Regions from separate parts of the Mus musculus genome. Here region 1 is linked to region 2. The links are chromatin contacts, called in public HiChIP or PLAC-seq maps. All regions are on one chromosome and are shown on one strand. Each heading gives the region's core, a stretch centred on a gene start, on an enhancer-like site or on the middle of the called end of the contact. The rest is flanking DNA. Distances are from core to core; before and after follow the strand shown.

What was found. HiChIP or PLAC-seq counts read pairs in DNA pulled down with a chosen protein or histone mark.
Region 1: an H3K27ac HiChIP or PLAC-seq map of embryonic stem cells shows a contact between it and region 2, with 13 read pairs. The contact joins two enhancer-like sites. A contact is called at or near these places in 1 of 39 promoter capture datasets (liver), 1 of 484 Hi-C or Micro-C datasets (embryonic stem cells) and 6 of 115 datasets of contacts at active chromatin or transcription factors (all in embryonic stem cells).

What each region holds. Positions count from the first base shown.
Region 1 is chr17:45,617,054-45,620,498 of GRCm38.p6, forward strand. No RefSeq gene overlaps it. Among named protein-coding and RNA genes, the nearest start is that of Gm52283, 8.2 kb to the right of the region's middle. Within about 2 kb of position 2,103, at least 176 of the 459 cell types and tissues checked have an H3K27ac peak or open chromatin away from gene starts, as enhancers often do. A contact at or near this core is called in embryonic stem cells, where this site is marked.
Region 2 is chr17:45,457,052-45,460,440 of GRCm38.p6, forward strand. It overlaps Spats1 (spermatogenesis associated, serine-rich 1), which reads right to left. Exons shown (of 8, transcript NM_027649.3): 4 at 107-268. Among named protein-coding and RNA genes, the nearest start is that of Spats1, 16 kb to the right of the region's middle. Within about 2 kb of position 1,365, at least 13 of the 459 cell types and tissues checked have an H3K27ac peak or open chromatin away from gene starts, as enhancers often do. A contact at or near this core is called in embryonic stem cells, where this site is marked.

The sequences.
Region 1 (3,445 bases), core at 853-3,352, 160 kb after region 2:
ACCCAGCTTAAGGGGGGGGGGCACACAGTTTATTACAGTTTACACTTCTACCCTGTAGTCCACCATTGAAGGAAGTCAGGCAAGAACTCAAGGCAGGAACCTGGAGGCAGGAGCTGAACCAGAGGCCATGGGCAAGTGCTGCTTACTGACCTGCTCAGCTTGCTTGCTTGTTTGCCTTTTGCTTTTGCTTTTTCTGTTTTTGTTGTTGCTGCTGCTGCTGTTGTTGTTGTTGTTGTTGTTGTCGTATTTTGAGACAGGGTTTCTCTGTGTAACAGTCCTGGCTCACCTAGAACTCACTATGCAGACCAGACTGGTCTCAAACTCACAGAGATCAGCCTGCCTCTGCCTCTCCAGAGCTGGGATTAAAGGAACGTGCCTTCTTTCTTACTAACCAGGAGCACTGACCCCACCCTCCACGGTTGGCTCTCCTGAGACAACCATTAACCAAGAAGATGCCTCGGAATCCTGGCCACAGATCCTTCTGGTCCAGACATTTTCTCAGTCAAGGTTCCCTTTTCCCAAATGACTCCAGCTCGTGTCAAGTCTGCAGGGAGCTAAACAGAACATCTCTGCAAACACATACCCACGTGGAGATATAACTCACGTGGAGATATAACTTACGTGGAGATATAACCCACGTGGAGATATAACTGAGTGAAGTCATAAAAGTTTCAAAACAGGGAGTGGGGTTGTAGCTGGGTTGCTAGAGTTGATCACTTAGCGTGTAGGAAACCCTAGGTCCAATTCCCTGTAACTCCAGCCCTGGGAGGTAGAAGCAAGAGGGTCAGAAGTTCAAGGTCATGCTCCACTACATTGGGAATCCAATGCCGGACCTGGAGTGTCTAAGCAAACACAACAAAGAAGAAACAAAACTAAAACTGAGCAAAACAAAACAGCAACCAGCAAAACCAGGTGTGATTAAGTTGACAGATCTAACTGTGCAGGTCCAATCTCAGCTCATCTGTTACTGAATGGAATCTTCCGCAAAGCAGTCAGTAGTTCAGTTTACCTTTCTGTGAAATGTAACTGATCAGACAGGGCAGAACCTAGTGTAGAAAACGTAACAGTAGGAACGTTCTTATGTGGTTAGGTATGGTGGACCATGTCCCCAACCCCAGCTCTTAGGAGGTACAGACGGGGGAGCAGGAGTTCAAGATTCTTCTCTGCTGCTTAGTGAGTTGGAGACCAGCCTGGGCTCCATGAGAGCCTTTCTCAAATACAACAACAACAACAGCAACAACAACAACAACAAGACACTATCTGGGCTGTCAAGATGGCACAGTAAGTAAAGATGCTTGCAAGCCTGCTGGCCGGAGTTCACTGGAAACTGAATAAAAGGTCTAACTCCACACAAGTTGTAAGACAACCTGCATAGGCACACAGCAACACAGGCATATTCCCAAGCAGAATAAAATAAAATAAAATAAAATAAAATAAAATAAAATAAAATAAAATAAGTTTTAAAAAGTACATTGAGCCAGGTGTGGTGGCGCATACCTTTAATCCCAGTACCTGGGAGGCAGAGGCAGGCGGATTTCTGAGTTCGAGGCCAGTCTGGTCTACAAAGTGAGTTCCAGGACAGCCTGAGCTATACAGAGAAATCCTGTCTCGAAAAAAAAAAAAAAAAAAGTACATTGAAAAACCCAGTCCTTCTAGGTTGTTTATCACACTGCTGTCTGCAGGTGCACAGAGCTCTAGGCCTTTATAATTCTCACCTCCGTGTTTGTTTTGTTTTTTTCCTTTGACGGATGAATGAACACATTCACAGGGAACCTTGGTGACAGAAGAAGTTGGGAGCAAGGCAGATGTGGTACAGAGGTTTGCACATCAAACTGAATGGGCTGCGGTGGCCCCAGCTGGAGAGCTGGGTCGCGCAGGACAGTTTGAAGCCATTCATTCCTCTAAGCCTCAGACTCATTCAGTATTCACTAGGTATGGGCTCTAAAAACCAGTGAGGCCCAAATGTCAGTGAAAAACTCTCAATGCACGGTCAGGATGGGAGACACAACAGGAAATGGGAAGTTTCTGTCCAGAGGTCATAAAAGCAGGTCAGAGAAGGGAGGGGGGAGGCGGAAAGAGGAGTGGCTAGAGAAGGAGGCGGCCCCTAGACAGGGTCTCCAGGAGGAAGTAGGTCGGGCAATGCCTTTCAACGGGTAGGGTGGGTGCTTTAGGAGGGGGGTTCAAGGAAGAAAGGATCTGAGCAAGGACGAGTAGCCAAGTAATGAACAGACTGAATTTAAAAACTGCCTAATGAACTCAAGGCCGGGGCCACAAACAAAGCCTGAGGGAGTCTTCGACATCCCTCTGGGTAGGTGGCAGTAACCAAAAAGAAGCATCCCGAAGTCCTTGGGGAGGTGACAGCGGGACTCAGACACCGGAAGGAAGGTGATTCCAAGGCCCCAGGAGACCCAGAGTTTGAAGGCCAGGCCGGGAGAGGTGGGTGTCAAGGAGAGACAGTGACGCCGCTGTGGGGATGAACAGGCAGGAAACTCCCACTCTGTGGCCTGCGCTGGGAAGCAGAGTAAACACGGAGAGAGGAAAAGGGAGCTGCAGGCTCCCCAGAGGTCCTAGAAGTAAATACATAGGCAGAGAGCCACAGGATCCCGGAGGAAGATAGAGCAGGAAGTGGTTTCCCCGGGAGGCAGACTTCAAGGCAGTTTTCTGTGTCTTACCGAGAATATGCTAAGCGGTTTTTGTTTTGTGTTGGGCTTGGGGAATCAGAACCCTGGGGAAACTAGATAAGCATTCCATCCTTTGGTTATGATCTGCAGCTACCGAAATCAGGACACACAAGACCCCAATAGGCCAAATGTCATGAGGAAGAGAGGCAGGGCTCGGTGGTAGATGCCTGGGAGAAAACAGATCTACCGGAGTGAAGGAGCAAATGTCTATGTGATAGATATTAACCAACCCCAGTGGAAAGACAGTGTCAAGAGGAAAGACATGCAACCGTTGTGGCTGACAAACGTCTCATCTTCCTAAAACGGAACTAGTTCCTAGGGGCTGGGGAGGGGCTCAGCCAGTCAGGTGGTAAAGGGCTTGCTGCACAAACGTGGAAACTTCAGTTTGAACCTAGGAGATTATGTGTGTCTATGTGTAGTGTTTGCCTGCAATCCCAGGGCTAGAGAGGTGGAGACAGGACCCACTTCGTGTTTGTTATGTATAGCTAAATCTCCTAGACAATTTCATACTGGCTTCCTGGGTTAGATGAAATAGCACATGAAGTGGAAACTTCCAGTTTCTTTGGAAAGTTAGTTCTGTCGAATGATGTTTTGTTGGGGCACATAGATGAGAGCATGTCTTGCTAAAGTGAACACTTTAAAGACTTGTTTTCTTGAAGCAGACAGGGTTGAAAGGATATTTTGATATAGCGAACACGTGGGAGGATCTGTGATGAAGGAATATAAATAGGACCCCACAGGACAGTGGCAGTGTCATCACAAGT
Region 2 (3,389 bases), core at 115-2,614:
GCTGGGACTTGCTTGCTTTCTTTCTTTCTTTCTTTCTTTCTTTCTTTCTTTCTTTCTTTCTTTTCTTTTCTTTTTTTTTCCACCTTTGATGGAGGAAACACACTACCGTATTTCTTCTTCCCGAGGCTGTTGTCCACTGTCCTCTCTGCCACAGACCTCCTGTTGCCCCGGAAGACCCCATTGAAGAAGCACTGCTTTCCAATGTGGTAGGTGTGGATGTTGCTGCTGAACCTTGGATAAAATGTCCACTCAGGACGCTGCCCATCTTCTGCAAGACATCAGAAACCCTTCTGTTAGCGCTGCTCCAGGCCCTCAAGACAATTAGATGACAAGCTGTTAAACCCACCCCTCCTCAGGCCCTATCGGCTTACAGCCCTCTCACATACACACATTTTTTTCTTTAGATTTATTTTATTTATTTTATGTATATGAGTACAGTGTCACTCTCTTCAGACACAGCGGAAGAGGGCATCAGATCCCATTACAGATGGTTGTGAGCCACCATGTGGTTGCTGGGGATTGAACTCAAGACCTCTGGAAGAGCAGTCAGCCCTCTTAACCGCTGAGTCATCTCACCAACCCACATAAACTTTTTTAAAAAATGTGTATGAGCCTTTGTCTGCAAGTACACATGTCCGCCACACATGCATGCAGTACCCACAGAGGCCGGAAGAGGGCCTTGGGTCTTCCTGGACATGGAGTTACAGGTGGTTATGAACCACCATGTCAGTGCCAGGAACGAAACCCAGGTCCTCAAGGAAAACAGCCAGTGCTCCTGACCATGTATGCAGTTTCACTATGTAGTCCAGGCTAGACTGAACTTTTGTGAGGTGTGTGCACGTCTGTATATACATGTATGTTCAGGTAGGTACATATGTGTGAGTGTAGGATTATGTAGCAAAAATCAGCATCAATGTCTTCTTCAATTGCTTTTTCACCTATTTTAAAACAATTACTTTTGCTTCTGTATGTTTGGGTGCTTTGCCTGCTTGTATGTCTGTGTACCATGTGTCTGCCTGGTGCCCATGGAAGTCAGAGAAGGGCACTGACTCCCCTGGAACTGGAGTTAAGCTGTTAGCCACCATGTGGGTACTGGGAATAAAACCTGTGCCCTCTGGAAGAGCAATCAGTGCTCTTAACAGCCATACTACCTCTGCATCCCTGTCCATCTTACTTTTTGAGACAGGATCTCACACTGGACCAAGAGCTCACTCATTTGACTTGATCGCTGGGATCTTCTTACCCCTGACGTCACTGGGATTATGGGCACATACTCTCGTGCCTACCGTTTCTTACATGGTGCTGGGGTCTATACTCAGATGCTCATGCTTGTGAGGTAAGCTTTACCTACTGAGCCATCTTCCCAGCCCCCAGCCTCGATCTCTTGATCTTCAGCCTCCTAACTGTAGGTATGCACCACCACACCCAGCTAAACTGGAGACTTTCTCCGTGCATAAAAGCCCTTGGTTCTGCATCAGGGGTAGCATCAAACTCAGGGAAACTAGGCACGGGAGGAAGAGGAGGAAAGTTATTCAAGAAGCTGCTCAGTTGTAGTTTTCCTTCCCTTTCAGAACTCACCAAAGTTACAGGCTCACACATGCTACAGAGGCTGGGAAGGGTCCTAACATCCTCCCTGTGATCAGCCGTCCCTCCAGTGGCTGTGGGGAGAGGGGGGATGCGCACTATAGATCAGTTCTGGCAGCCTATCTGGGTGCAGCATGGTCCTGGCCCCACATGTGTGGTGCACCACAGCGACCTGTGGACACACAGCCACCAAAGAAGGGAAACCACTGTGCTTCCTCAGGCTAGATACTGGCCCTTTGGGTGCCCAGTTCATTTGAAACTGTCCTTATAAAACTAGTTAAAGTGACTAAACAACAAAAGAATCCAGTCGTTCTAGAGCTGCAGGAGAAGCCCCTGGGTAGCCAGCGAAGAGCAGAGGTCAGATGGGAGGCCCGGGGGCTTGGGGTGTGTTCTGATAGGAAGCCCGGGGGCTTGGGGTGTGTTCTGATGGGAGGCCCGGGGGCTTGGGGTGTGTTCTGATGGGAAGCCCGGGGGCTTGGGGTGTGTTCTGATGGGAAGCCCGGGGGCTTGGGGTGTGTTCTGATGAGAGGCCTGGGGGCTTGGGGTGTGTTCTGATGGGAGGCCCGGGGGCTTGGGGTGTGTTCTGATGGGAGGCCTGGGGGCTTGGGGTGCTCCCTGCACTCCGCTTCCTGACTGCGAGTGCTTGTGTGGAGGACTTGAGTCTCTCTGTAACTTCATTTCCATCTGTAACTCCAGTTCTGGGCAACCTGATGCAAACAAACACTCATACATGAAATAAAAACCATCAGTCCTTTAGGACGAGAAAAACAGCAAATGCGAACAGCCACACAGGCCTGAAGCACTGTTACAGGGGAAGGTCTGGGACCCATGCAACTAGAGAGGACATGCTCTGCATACTGCAACTCGGCTGTTCTAGCGTGTCACTGGATGACTTGAGAAATGCGTCACTGGGTTGCTTCACTCTTCTCTGAATGCTGCTGTATGCTGACACAGACCTACACAGAGAGGTCAATGGGCTCAACTGAGGGGATCTCAATTCACCTAGGACACATCTCTGAGCATACCAGTGAGGGCTTCTAGATTAGGTTTACTGAGGTAGAAAGGCTGGTATGTAGACAGAATCCTGGGTTGAATAAAGAGAAGCAAGCTGAACATCAGCCATCCTATCTATCAATCTATCCATCCATCCATCTATCTATCTGTATATCTACCTAACTACTTATCTATCCATCCATCCATCCATCCATCTATCTATATATCTACCTATATATCTACCTACCTATCTACCTAACTATCTGTAGCTTTCTTTCTGTCTCCTCTATGTGTGTCTGTCAATCTGTCTCTGTGACTCCAACGTATCTGTCTCTGTCCCTCTGTCTGTCCCTCTATCTGTCTCTCTGTGTGTCTCTGTTTCTCCCTATCTCTCTCTGCCTATCTCTGTCTCTCTGTCTGTCTCTCTCTGTGTTTCTCTGTCCTTCTGTCTGTCTGTGTGTGTGTCTCTGTCTATCTCTCTCTGTCTCTTTGTCTCTCTCTCCCTCTCCATTTCCTGAATGTGGACACACAGTGTGAGTTGTCTCTATGTCTTCCCGTCTGCTGTGTGGTCTTTTGAGTCAAAACAAACCCTTAACTATTTTAAGTTGTTTCTTCACAGGTGTGAAAAGTAAGTAGTAATTAGTCCTATGCACACCGTATGAGGGAGCAAGCTAGCCAAGCACAGTGTCAAACAGTTAGCTTTATGTTCTGTGTACATGTGTGTGCATGCTCTTGTGTTGCATCATCATGGTGGGGGCCAGAGCACAGCTTCCAGGAGTCAGTTCTCTCCACCATGTGTGTTCTGGGGATCA